Regions from separate parts of the Mus musculus genome. Here region 1 is linked to region 2. A link is a contact called in public Hi-C data. All regions are on one chromosome and are shown on one strand. Each heading gives the region's core, a stretch centred on a gene start, on an enhancer-like site or on the middle of the called end of the contact. The rest is flanking DNA. Distances are from core to core; before and after follow the strand shown. Region 1 overlaps Slc25a25 (solute carrier family 25 (mitochondrial carrier, phosphate carrier), member 25). Region 2 overlaps Hmcn2 (hemicentin 2).

What was found. A called contact is a pair of places that touch in the nucleus more often than the background predicts.
Region 1: a Hi-C map of liver shows a contact between it and region 2, with 2.6 times the contacts expected there. The contact joins two enhancer-like sites. A contact is called at or near these places in 1 of 39 promoter capture datasets (pre-B cells) and 1 of 484 Hi-C or Micro-C datasets (liver).

What each region holds. Positions count from the first base shown.
Region 1 is chr2:32,414,950-32,421,962 of GRCm38.p6, reverse strand. It overlaps Slc25a25 (solute carrier family 25 (mitochondrial carrier, phosphate carrier), member 25), which reads left to right. Exons shown (of 10, transcript NM_001164357.1): 2 at 364-490; 3 at 573-660; 4 at 1,547-1,658; 5 at 2,757-2,915; 6 at 4,087-4,239; 7 at 4,510-4,617; 8 at 4,704-4,871; 9 at 5,404-5,554; 10 at 5,641-7,013. The coding sequence ends at 5,825. Among named protein-coding and RNA genes, the nearest start is that of Ptges2, 23 kb to the right of the region's middle. Within about 2 kb of position 2,467, at least 44 of the 459 cell types and tissues checked have an H3K27ac peak or open chromatin away from gene starts, as enhancers often do. A contact at or near this core is called in liver, where this site is marked.
Region 2 is chr2:31,457,128-31,463,511 of GRCm38.p6, reverse strand. Hmcn2 (hemicentin 2) reads right to left here. Exons shown (of 98, transcript NM_001370902.1): 94 at 6,324-6,384; 95 at 5,459-5,779; 96 at 4,709-4,828; 97 at 4,305-4,431; 98 at 2,774-3,462. The coding sequence ends at 3,117. Among named protein-coding and RNA genes, the nearest start is that of Ass1, 10 kb to the left of the region's middle. Within about 2 kb of position 3,056, at least 137 of the 459 cell types and tissues checked have an H3K27ac peak or open chromatin away from gene starts, as enhancers often do. A contact at or near this core is called in liver, where this site is marked.

The DNA.
Region 1 (7,013 bases), core at 1,218-3,717, 960 kb before region 2:
TAAGGGACTCTAGATTCCAAGGCTATCCCCAGCTCTCAGCCAGGAGTGCGTCTGTAGGAGAGCCAAGCCGCTGGCTGTGTAACAAGCTGGTCTGGGGAATGTTGGAAAGAGCAAGCACCTGGCTGCCCTGCTGGCCTCTCAAAGCTTTCTCCTAGGAGTATCTCCTCACCAGAGCAAGGTGGGCCTTGCTTGGCTTCTGGATAGCCTATGGGTATATGGGGAGATTGACATGATGCCTAGGATTCCCATGGGCTGATAGAGCCTTAGAGATAGGACATCTTGGGTCATTGTGGAGAACAGTTATTTCCTGTTGTGATAAGAGGCTAGTGAGCAACATCTCAAGTCCTTATTTTGGTTCTCTAGAAAATTGTGCAAGCAGGTGACAAGGACCTTGATGGGCAACTGGACTTTGAAGAGTTTGTACATTACCTCCAAGATCATGAGAAAAAACTGAGGCTGGTGTTCAAGAGTCTGGACAAAAAGAATGATGGTGAGTTTAGCTATAGCTTCTCTGCCGGGCAGGCCTTAGCTTACTGAATGCTGGACCCTGCTAATGGTTCTCGTTGTCACAGGTCGAATCGATGCTCAGGAGATCATGCAGTCCCTGCGGGACCTGGGTGTCAAGATCTCGGAACAGCAGGCGGAGAAGATTCTTAAGAGGTGAGTGAGTGTGGTGAGCTTTGTTCTAGGGGATGCTTTAATGGCTTTTGGACTAATTTGTGTGCTGTTCACTCTTGGCCTGCATCCCTGAAGCTGGCCCTGTGTTTAGGAGGAGGGATAAGAAGCCCCTTCCCATAGTAAGCTTCTCCTGAGGTTGCAGCCCTACTCTCACAGAAGAGTCATAAATCTGGAATTAACCCAATGCCTGCAACCTTTAAAATGATAAGATTAGTTGTGGGCATTTCTCGTTAGTGAGAAGTGTCCCTGAATATTCTCTGCCTGATGGGGAGGGACATGTGTGGTCCTTAACTTAGGTTCTGCTATAGCTTGTTCTTTCCTCTGTAGCCACATATGCTGGCCAGAAAGATGGCTCACTCATGAGCAGAGGGCTGCCGGAAAGCCCTGCAAGTAGAGAACAGTTTGTACCTGGCTGGCCTGAAAGCCGCCTGGTCACAGGGACAGCAACCCCAGGAGCCCAGTCCTGCCCACTTCCTCGTGCTGTGCTGGCCCCTGGTGTCTTTGGGTGTGTGCTTGCTTTACTAACCTGCTCAGCGCATTTATTTGTGTTGTTTCTCCTTTCTCCTTTGCATCCTCCTTTGTCTGTCTGTCAGAATACGGACGGGCCACTTCTGGGGCCCTGTCACCTAGTAAGTATCTGTGTTTTCCCGTGATTCCCTCCCTCCCTGATCAGAATGGGGTTCCTGTGGGCCAGCACATCTCCATTTTATGGAAAATGGGGTATGGAGCCACCTTACTCTTTCTCATGGGCAAGGTGCCTTTGGTGTCCTGGGTGGCTATGGCACCTGCCTCCATCCCATCTAAGTGGTAGGGCACACAACTGGCAGGTGGGTGTGACACGTGCGACTGACCATGCTTCTGCTTACAGCATGGATAAGAATGGCACGATGACCATCGACTGGAACGAGTGGAGGGACTACCACCTCCTGCACCCTGTGGAGAACATCCCGGAGATCATCCTGTACTGGAAGCACTCGACGGTGAGGCACACACCCACTGTCCACTCAGGCAGCCGTCTTTGTCTGGCATCTCTCAGTCCATCCCCATCTAGGCCTGGGGGTGGGGGTGGGGGTGGGGGGTCGGTCTTGATGATACACTGAGATGTTGTCCCTCCTTTGCCAGCCACATGCCCCTCCTCCTCCGATACAGTGACCAGCCTGCACCCTTGACCCTTTGCTGGGTGTACCTTCCTATCCCTGTATGCCTCTGCCCTTCACGGGCCATTTCAAATATCTCCTTTTCCTATGTTGCCGATTCTCCCAGAAGCAGACAGTCTGTCCTCCACGGGATAGGAGAAGAAACCTTGTTACAGATGCCTCCTCTTTCCCTGTGTTTCTTTTTTAGTATCATTTCTCTCTATGGCAAAAATACATGTTTTGGCTGAGACATAGGAGCCCCATGAGTTAAAGGCCAGCCTGGGCTACAGAGTTAGACTCTTGATTTTGGGGGTTTGGTTTTGATAAGCACTCCCTGTAGGGCCTGCATATTGTTTTCACTCTGTTAGCATGATCCACATTCAGACAGATGTGGATCCACAACTAGAAATGTTGGTCTTACTTAAAAGACTTCTGGTGTTCTTGGCTGGGCTACCCCTGCCTTATCCTCTCTGAATCCACAATGCCGGGTCAGGGCTTCTTGGGTGAAAGTAAGTGACTGATTCTAGGGTTCAGACAGCTAGCCTGTCTCTGGCCTGCAGCCCAGAGGTCAGCAGAGCTGGCTGGGACCAGTTCCAGAGAGAAGGTATTACGCAGGCAGCATAGCACCCTGCTTGCTTAGCCTTGCATAACACTCTGTTCTGCTGGCAATCTGGTTCTGTATCAGGTTGCAGGGTTTGTACCCATCTTCCCTGATCCTTGTAGTCTAGCCCTAAAGTCCTTGCGGAAAGTTCCAGGAGCTTCCTTTACAAGGGCAACCCAACAGTGTTGTAATGTTTCCTCGATTGCTACCTGCTCCTTTCTAGACCATGTACAGGTCAAGAGCTGCAGCTACTATCAGGGCAAAGGGAGAGTGGAATGCAGTGACCACGGCCAGGATGTTGTGAGTAAAGTTGGCTATGTCTCTGCTTGTCTCCCCCATAGATCTTCGATGTCGGTGAGAATCTGACAGTCCCAGATGAGTTCACAGTGGAGGAGAGGCAGACGGGGATGTGGTGGAGGCACCTGGTGGCAGGAGGTGGGGCAGGGGCAGTTTCCAGAACCTGCACTGCCCCCCTGGACAGACTGAAGGTGCTCATGCAGGTGAGCAGGAAAGCGAGCAGATTTTTACCCGTGGTTCATTGGAGGCTCAGCTTCCCCTCCCTCCCTCAGCTGGCTCCTTGCTTTAAAACCCGGAACCTCCCACCGCAGCTAATGAAATTGGAGTTAATGCTTCGCAGGCCCCAGTAGATCCCAGCCTAGGTGACCTTTGTGCTTAGCTGGTCTAATTATATCAGAGAAACATAAGCTGCGTATCACCTTACTTGGGCTTGTTACTTGGATTCCGTAAGTGCATCTCAGGATGGATAAGATGCCTCATGGAAGGCAGGGAGAGCAGATCCTTGCATGACCTAGAAGCAGTGCCTTTACCTTGGCTGAGCATGCAACTCCACGTCCTCAGGGCAGAGATAAGCTTGTCTGATGTCAGGGAAGCATTGTGAAATGACCCACATGAGGACACTGGTGGACTTTGATGTCTGTCTGAACAGTGACCAGTTACCCCATTTTGCTTCTGTCTGGCACTTTCGGTGCCAGGAGGCCTACCCAGAAACAGCACATGCCCCAGAACCCCCCTGGACAGACCAAAGGTGCTCGTGCAGGTGAGCAGGAAAGCGAGCAGATTTTTACCCATGATTCATGGGTGGCTCAGCTTCCCCTCCCTCCCTCAGCCGAACCTCCCACCGCAGCTAATGGAATTGGAGTGCTTTGCAGGCACTACCCCACCCCCCTTGGCATAAGTAACTACGTGGGATCTCCCTTTACCTTCCAGAAACAACGATGCAAAAGATGTAGAAAGGCTTAGCCTAGTGTGTGCTGGCCCTTCCTCCCAGCTTCCAGAGCCTCTGAGAAAACAGAAGCATGAACAGTTCCCTCTTACTCCTTTTTTAACAGAGTTCTAGGGATATAGTGAGAGAGAGCAAGAGCTGTCCTCTCTGGGTTGGTGGGGCATGCCTCTAATCCTAGCACTTGGGAAGGATGAAAATCAAGGCCAGCCTGAACTGCATAGTATGAGAGCCTGACAAAAACTAAATAAATACAATAAAACAAAATAATAAAACACCCAGCCATGCTTGCTGAGTCACAGGACATTAAATTGAATTACTTAGAGGAAAGAGCCTCTCTGAAGAGGTTCTCCAAAACGGCTCCTCCCAGGGTAGACTGTGGAGTCTTCCCTCTATCCTGCTGAGTCCCTCTGATCTCTTGTCCTCCTCAGGTCCATGCCTCCCGCAGCAACAACATGTGCATCGTAGGTGGATTCACACAGATGATTCGAGAAGGGGGAGCCAAGTCACTCTGGCGGGGCAACGGCATCAATGTCCTCAAAATTGCCCCTGAGTCGGCCATCAAATTCATGGCATATGAGCAGGTGAGGACCTGGGAGAGGGTTGCCAGCTGGCTGCTGCTTATGCAGTATCTGCTGGTCTGAGGTCCCTGAAATTAGAGCCAATGTTTGTACTCAAAGGACAGCAAGATCAATGGCCTGGGCATGACCCCAGCTCTCTTACTACCTCCTTCCATTTGGGGACAGCATAGATAGCTTCACGGTCACAGGTTTCATCCAAAGCTGGCTGTAAGAGCAAGGGCGGGCCAGAAGTGCTGTGGTCCCCCGGTGCATCCCCTTGTTTTCCTATTTTAGATGAAACGGCTTGTCGGTAGTGATCAGGAGACGCTGAGGATCCACGAAAGGCTTGTGGCAGGCTCCTTGGCCGGAGCCATTGCCCAGAGTAGCATCTACCCAATGGAGGTAAGGGCCAGCAGTCCTGGAGTGGGCGGTACACACATGGGACACAGAGGAACGGGCGGTGTTCATACTTGACACTCTGATTGCAGGTTCTGAAGACCCGAATGGCCCTGCGGAAAACAGGACAGTACTCCGGCATGCTGGACTGTGCCAGGAGGATCTTGGCTAAAGAGGGTGTAGCTGCCTTCTACAAAGGCTACATCCCCAACATGCTGGGGATCATCCCCTATGCTGGCATCGACCTAGCTGTCTATGAGGTGAGGCCCTCTTGGCAGTAGGGCCTGGGACAGGGAGGGAAATAAAGGACCTGCCTGGTACCAACACCCTGTGAGAGATGCTTAGATGAGAGATAGCAGTTAGCTCTCTTCTGCAGTGGTCTCCTGTCTCTCTACCTTCTGCACAGCAGGCCTGAACTCTGGCCCAGGTTCTTTACCCTCTTAGGGTCCAGAGGTTCAGCAGGCAGACCCAAGAACAGTGGCCACTGGGGGCTCACATATCTCCACAGACTGAGAGTACAGAGCCAGGTGCTCTGTGTGGGAACATAGCGCTCCCTCTACCCTCATTCTGCTTCCTGTCCTAGCCAAGAGCCTCAAGTGACAATGGATGCCAAAGGCAGGCAAGTCAGGAGTTCAGCAAGGCCCAGGCCAAGTGAATCAGGTTACTTTGGCTTCTCAGATCCCACGTGATAGGAAACAGCTTTCCTGTAGATCCAATACCTGCCCCACCCCCCAGTGTGAGTCTCCCACACTGGCTCTTTAAGGCTAACTTCTGTATCCCATCTCCCTCTAGACATTGAAAAATACCTGGCTCCAGCGCTACGCAGTAAACAGTGCAGACCCCGGTGTGTTCGTGCTCCTGGCCTGTGGTACTATCTCCAGTACTTGTGGCCAGCTGGCCAGCTACCCACTAGCCCTGGTCAGGACCCGGATGCAGGCACAAGGTAAGGCTGGTCCTGGTCTGCTTTCATGTCCCTAGCAGTTGGGGTGGGTGACAGATGGCATCTGACCAGTGGCCTCTCTCCCACAGCCTCCATTGAGGGCGCACCTGAGGTAACCATGAGCAGCCTCTTCAAACAGATTCTGCGGACTGAGGGGGCCTTTGGGCTCTACCGGGGGCTGGCCCCCAACTTCATGAAGGTGATCCCGGCTGTGAGCATCAGCTACGTGGTCTACGAAAACCTGAAGATCACCCTGGGCGTGCAGTCTCGGTGACGGGAGGGTGGTGGACTTGGTGAGCCTGGGCTGCGGCCCAGGGTATGCAGCCACCTCATTCTGTGAATGTGCCAACACTAAGCTGACTTACCCAAGCTGTGAAACCCAGGATACCATAGGGGACGGGCAGGGAGCTGGCAAGCTCTGGGCTGGTTCTGCTGACCTGGCAGACCTTCGTGTCTCTTCCAAGGAAGACCTGTGGATGTTCCTTGGGGTTCAGGGGTCAGTAAGATGTAGGCTCCTGCACTAGAGACAGGACGTTTTCCTCAGTGCCTGCCAGATAGCGAGCTTGGATGCCAGCTTAGTTCTTCCATCTCGTTCACTCAGCCGGACCTCAGCCACGGCATCCCTCTGGTCCAAAGAGCATTCCTGTGCCCCTCATATCTTTCCACTGATGCGCTGTGGTAGAAAGTGGGCCTGCCCCCACTCTTTCTTGTCCTTCTGTCCATCTTTCCTCAGTGCTGCTCTTCCAAACCTGTTTCCCAAGCTGCAGCATCCATGCGGACCTGTGGTACGGGAAGCTGAAGAAGTACCATTATGTCCTCGCCTATTCTGAGCCCACCAGCAAGGCCACCTGGCTGTGCCCAGGTACAGGCACTGGCTGCCTGACAGCGTGGTGCATGGCTTTGCTGAAAGCTAGTGCTAGGACCTGGAACCCAGAGGACTTGTGCTGCCTGCATGGGCCTAACGTCCTCTGAGCTGCCCCTAAGCCCTGTCAGGACTGGCACCAACTCATGCCCACACTCATTGTTCAGTTCTGTGTGTGAGGGTAGGCAGGGTACCTGCCCCATGTCAGCCGCCCTGATGAGAAGAAAACGATGCTGAAGGCCTTAATTATGTCTTAGTGGGTAAAGGATTTGGTTCAGAAGGACAAGCTGGACACTGCAAGTGCCACACTCGCTGTGAGCCCGGGGCAGGTAGTTTCCCTGCTCTCAAATCTGTTCTGAGAGCCCTGTGGGGCCAAGCGGGACCAGCCTCACATTCCACGTGTGTACCACTCTGCTTGGAGCCTATTTATTTTGTATTTATTTGAACAGAGTTATGTCCTAACTATTTTTATAGATTTGTTTAATTAATAGCCTGTCATTTTCAAGTTCATTTTTTTATTCATATTTATGTTCATGGTTGATTGTACCTTCCTGTCATCACCTGGTGGGGCATGGGAAGACAAGATGGGAAAGTGGCTAC
Region 2 (6,384 bases), core at 1,807-4,306:
GAAGTGTGCAGAAGCCTGGACTCACTTAAATCTGTTTTGAAAGTAGAAGGCTGACGGGACGTGGAGGCACGTGCCTGGAGTGCAAACACTCAAGGTTATCTTCAGCTACGCAGTGAGTGTGGGGTCATCCTGGGCTACGTGAGACCCTACTTCAACAAACACCCAACAAAACAAACAAAAATCAGAAAGAAAGTAGATGTGTCCTTGGGTACACTCTGTTGGCTGTATGGGTACCTTCTAATCTAGGGTTGGAGAGTCGGCTCCTGGTTAAGAGCACTGGCGACTTTCAGAGGACCTGGGTTCCATTCCCAGCATTCACACAGCGGGTGCTTCACAACGACCTGTAACTCCACTTCTAGCCTAGATATCTAGGAGCGCTGGGGCACATCTGTAGGTCCACTCGGGAGACCAAGGGAGAATTGTGATGAGTTCAAGTCCAGCCTGGGCTACGGAACAAGGCCCTGTCTCACTGCTTTCTCTGAGACCTAGATGGGAGAAAAGGACCTATTTTGGGATAGGTCGTGGTCGAGGTTAGCCGGGGTGGCAGAGAGAAATGAATTATCCCCCAAATCTTCTCCACAAGAGACAGCCTTTCCATAGCTATGTCTGGGGGCACCTGGCAAAAAGGGTACTGAGGCAGGGGCTTGCCTACCTAGAGAGAAAGGCAAGGCAGCAGGAAAGCAGTGCCTGGGCCAGCACCCAGGGCACCCAGTCCCTCCAGCACCCAGGGCGCCCAGTCCCTCCATCCAGCACCCAGGGCACCCAGTCCCTCCAGCATCCAGGGCGCCCAGTCCCTCCAGCACCCAGGGCGCCCAGTCCCTCCAGCACCCAGGGCGCCCAGTCCCTCCATCCAGCACCCAGGGCGCCCAGTCCCTCCAGCACCCAGGGCGCCCAGTCCCTCCATCCAGCACCCAGGGCGCCCAGTCCCTCCAGCACCCAGGGCGCCCAGTCCCTCCATCCAGCACCCAGGGCGCCCAGTCCCTCCATCCAGCACCCAGGGCGCCCAGTCCCTCCAGCACCCAGGGCGCCCAGTCCCTCCAGCACCCAGGGTGCCCAGTCCCCCCAGCACACAAAGCCACATCCCCGACCCATCCCAGAGACCCCACAGGAACTTCCCGAGGCTCCCCTCACTTTTCCTGAGCAATCCCCTCCTCTACTGCTAGACTCTTTCCCTTTCAGGACCTCGACCCCCTGCCGTTCCCACAGCTCGATCCCTCCCTCCCTCCCCCATCCCTTTATCAGGTATCTGCTCAAAGGTCACCTGTCCAGTGAGGTCTACTTCCACCAGCCTGTTAAGAACTGCCTCAGAGGCGTTGGAGTTGCAGCTTAGCTCCATTCGATATGGAGGCTGACTGGGTTTATATATAATGATCTCTCTCTCTCTCTCTCTCTCTCTCTCTCTCTCTCTCTCTCTCGGGAGGGGGTAAGAGCATCTGGAATCTACTCAGTCCCAATCCTGTTAGATACTGCCCCAGCTCTCTGGCATTTATATCTCATATCTAACCATATCTCTATTTCTTTTACCTTACGCTGCCCCATTTCCTGCCCCTCTTCCACTCCCATGCATCTGCCTTGCATACATATGTGCATGTTTGTATGTGTGCAAACATGGGTATTCCCTGGGGACACTGTCCACTTTTTAAATATTATTATTGCTATTATTATTATTATTATTATTATTTGGGAGGGGTGTTTGGGTGTCATGGCGCCTCTGCACAGTTCAGAGGACATCTCTTGGGGTGGGTTCTCTCCTCCTACCCTGGGATCTAGAGACCAAACTCAGGCTATGGATGGCAAGCACTTTTCTAATCTTTGAAACAGAGCCTCTCCCAGCCATGGGAGCACTCACTTGACTGGCAAGGATCGACCTGCCTCTGTCTCCTCAGTGCTGGTGTTACAAGCTGGGGCCCCCATGCCAGTACAGGGGTTGCAGGGATCAAGCTTGCATTCGCTAGGCAAGCACATTTCCCAATGATGTCAAGTCCTCAGCTGGTCCCTGTAACATCCCACAGACATAAAATCACCTAGTCCTTTTGCAATGAACATTTCTAAGTTTTCTTTTTTTTTAAAATTTTATTTATTTATTTATTTATTTTACATTTTTTTAAAGTTTTCATTTTTTAAGTAAGCTAATTCATTCACCCACTGGCCAAAGATAAAGGGAGCCCTCTTTAGGCGCCAGCCAGAAGAAACTGTAAAACCAACCTGGGGCTCAAGGCCTCATGTTCTAGTGGCAAGATTCACCAATAACCAAGAAATAGAGTCACTGGTGTGCCTGCCACTTAGACAAGGGCCAAGGGAGAAACAGAAGGGCAGCAGGCACTAGGAAGCAGGGTTCTTGTGCTATCGTTTTGAGGCAGGGCCTCTTGTAGTCCTGGCTAATCTGGAGCTGGCTATCAGCCACGATGACCTTAAACTCTGGACTCTGCTGCCTCTACTTCTCTAGTACTGAGATTAAGGGTGTGTGCCACCATCCCTGGCAATTTTAAATTGTTCTTGAGAATTAATATACAGTGGTTTTGGTACCACCCGTCGGTGTCTATGAAGAACATTTAGTTCTCAGTAATTCTCCCGCATCACTACGGGGACGAAAGACGATTCTGCCTTACTGCTCTGTTTTACACCAAACATCCTAGCCAGGGACAGAGCCTTATGATTCCTAAGGATGTAGGTCTGCTGACCCAGCAGCTCAGATCATAGCAGCACTGGTCCCTCCCAGGCTCCTCCCAGGCCCCTCCTCAGTAAGATAAAATAACTCAGCAAAGACATCAAGTCAGTAAAAAAAAATTTTTTTTATACTATACACATTCCATGTGGTCAGGACAGTGCCAGTCGCTTCCACCCCTACTGGGTCTGTCCTGGACCACTGAGATCTTGCCCAGCTCCCCGCTGAGATCTGAGGAAAGACGGGACTCAGGCCTGACCCATTGGCTTTGCCATCAAAGGGGCAGCGGTCTCTGCCCTGGGGTCAAGGCTCTGCGCACAGCAGTGTTTACCAAAGATCTCACTGACGCACGGGGGCGGGAGAAGAGGATGTTCTCTGTCACTGTAGGTGTCATGGGCAAGGGCCACTCTGTTCCTCTCTGCGAGGTCAGGGTGGATCTGCAGCTCTGGCCTCAGTACGGGTAAGGCGACACTGCGATTAGCAGGATGTAGACGCTCTGGTGGCGGGGTGCCGCTGCGCGCACAGTCAAGCGGTAGAGCCCGGCGCGGGTGAGCGCTCTGCGGGTGTAGACCGCGCCTTGTCCAGCGCGTAGCTGGCGGAGAGCGAAGGGGCTGCGTGGGTCGGGCTCCAGCACGGTGAGCTCCGTGCGGTTGGCAGGGATGCCAGCCTCGGAGAAGGCGGCCAGGCGGGCCACGTCGTGGTGGGCGCGCACGCCGAGGGGCAGCGGCAGCAGGCGGTACTGCAGTGTAGACGGGCCGCTGGCGCTGCAGTCCTGAGAGCAGCGGCGGAAGCAGGTCCTGAGGGTGACACAGACAAGCTCGTTGGGCCGCCATCCGGTGCACCCCCAGCTCATCCCCAAGCTCCCCAAATACCTTGCCTGCATATGCCCCTGTTAGTTCATTTCAGAGATCCACAAACTGAGGCCCAGAGAAGCCAAACAGAGGTTTTCCTCCCCTTTAGCATGTCTTCCCCCCGCCCCCCACCTCTTTTCCTTTCCTTGCCCAAAGCCCAGGGTAGCTCAGCAAACACACAACACGATAAAACTCAGACGCTTAGGTTCACTGAGAGGGGCCTAGAAGTGAGGAGCCTAGGGACTGAGTCATATGTCTGCACTCCCAGGGGCAGGAGAGGTTCAAAGACTCTTGTTCAGCCTTGTCAGAGTCTCCCCCACCGCCTGCTTCACTCCCCTTTGTAAGGTCTGGTCCAGAAGCCTTCCCTAGGTCCTGAGGTCCTGGTGCCTCTTAATGAACATAGTGTGCTGAGTCCTGGAGTTTGTGAGAGTTCCCCAATTCCTATGTTTGGAGGTGCTTTCTGTCTGAGGTTATGTTTGTACAGGGGAGGGGTGTCCCAGAGAGCACACACCATGTAGTGGCATGGAGCCAAGTTTGTCCCTGCTTGGGTACAGGTGTCCCAGGTGTCCCAGCACGTAGCTCTGGCCCAGGATGTCTGGCAGGGCAACTTCCCCTTGCCTTGAGGTGCCTTCCTGAATGTGTGTGTGTGTGTGTGTGTGTGTGTGTGTGTGTGTGTGTGTGGGTGTGTGTGTGTGTGTGTGTGGGTGTCCAGGCATGGGCAAGCTGGAGAAAAAGCCCTGTACTCATGTGCCCGCCCCTGTACCTCCGACAGCTTGGCCCCTCCTTACCCGGGGCTGGAGCCCTGCCGGTAGGTGGTAGGACAGGGCGTGTCTACACACTGGAAGCTGCCTCGGGTGTTGAAGCACATCTGGCCAGGCCCACACTCGATGCCATCTTCCTCACACTCGTTGATGTCTGGGCGGTAGGGTGCGGTAGGAGATGGGAAGATAGAACAGGGGAGAGGGAGACCAGAGGAGGCCGTGTGAAAGAGACCAGCTTTCTGAGGCAGAGCCCCAAGGAGAGACCCTCCCCAACACCTCTCCATCTCCCAGGGGCATGTCTTGGAGGGGATGGCTTGGAGGGACTTCCTCCTATCATGGGTAAGGTTCAGATGGAATAGCCCAGGGACACACAGCAGAACTTGTGTGTCCCTAATCCTGGGAGAGGTGTGGATTGGCTCTGGCTGGCTCACCCTGGCAGTTCTTCCCGCTGGGAAGGAGGCGGTAGCCAGAGGGGCACAGGCAATAGTAGCTACCCTCTGTGTTTTGGCAGGCATGCTGACACAGGCTCCTAACACGGCACTCATCAAGGTCTGGTCCAGGTGGGGACAGAGGGCAGAGAGATGCTGAGTCAGATTGCCGGATGGCCATGTGCTCTGAGACCGGTCAGGGAAGCTCTCTGCTCCAGGCAACCCCTCCCCTGCCTGCTTCACCCAGGCCTGCTGCAGGAGGAGTCTCTGGCTGGTGAAGAGTGGGAGCCATCACCAAGGCAAGAACAGGGGCCACTCTACTGACAGAGTCCATCCCCTCTGCAGCCAGCCCAGCTTCCACAGGGTCCACAGGTTACAGACCTGTACCCTCTGCTCCTACAGTCCCTCTTTATAGCTTTGTGCCTAACTGGAATATTCTTTCACAGCCCCGCAAACTTCCCTCCCTCAAGAGCAGTGTTTCTTAATGGAGTGGGGGGCAGGAGGTTCCTCAGGCATCATTTTAGGAGGGCCTCCTAAAAACATCCCAAAGACAAACGGTTTGAATATCACCCCAGTCTCTCTCTTGGGATCCCCTTTGTCCATCCGCACAGCCACAGTGCTGCCCCTCACTTGCAGAATTTCCCCTGCCTCCACCCCACTTTGCCCGTGAGTGCTGGGTTTCTGAGTTTGCCCAGATCCACGCCCAGCCTAAGAGCCCAGGACCACAGTGTGTGTGCCTAAGGCCTGCCTTACCTGCACACACGCCATCCTGCCTTATGAAGCCAGGTGGGCACCAGGCCCGGCCCACACTATTCAGGGCCCCAGAACCAGGCCGGAGGGAGACCCAGGTGTGGTAGGAACTACTGGGCCTGGGTACCCGAGACCGCAGCCAGGGCCCAAATGGGCTCCGGTGGCTGACAATGGTAATGTTTTGACGGTTCCGTTCCAGGGGGATACAGGTCCTGCCATCCCGTAGGAGAGTCTGGCCTGGTGGGCACAGGCATCGGTAGCTGCCCTGGAGGTTCTGACACTGGTAGACACAGGGTGTGGGCAGCTGTAGGCACTCGTTGATGTCTATAGAGGGAGAGCGGCAGGGTGTGAGGAGGGTAGGTGCTCTGTGGCCTGCAGGTGCTCCAGCTGCCCTTTGGCTTCTTTTTCTTTTTACTTTGAGGCAGTCTTGCTTGGAATGTGCCTCTGTCTCCTGAATACTGAAATGAGAGCTGTGTCCCTCTATGCCTGGCTCAGCTGCCTCTCCCTGTCATCCTCCCAGAATTCAATGCCTTATACACTATACACAGGGTTTCCCTTCAAGCTGGCCTCATGAGGATTCTGGTACCTGCATAGTCTCTGACCCTAGGTCTGCAGTTAGGGCCTAACTCCCAGGCGGTGGAGTCCCAATCCTTAGTGACAGTCATTCATTCTACCCCATACCTCTCCTGCCTTGGTTGTCACCTCCTCCCCTTCTGACATCCACAGAAGTGCCCTGTGCAGGATCTAGTGAGAGGTCTTGGCTACTGCTTTAGTCATTTTCAGAATCTCCAGACCATAAACACTCCTTGTCCTGAGCCAGAGCTGAGTGAGACCCAGGGCCCAGAGGGGGTTCTGCTGTCCCCTTTACCTAGGCAAGGCAGGCTGTGACCCTGTTGGCGGTACCCTCTGGGACAACCACAGTGGTGGCC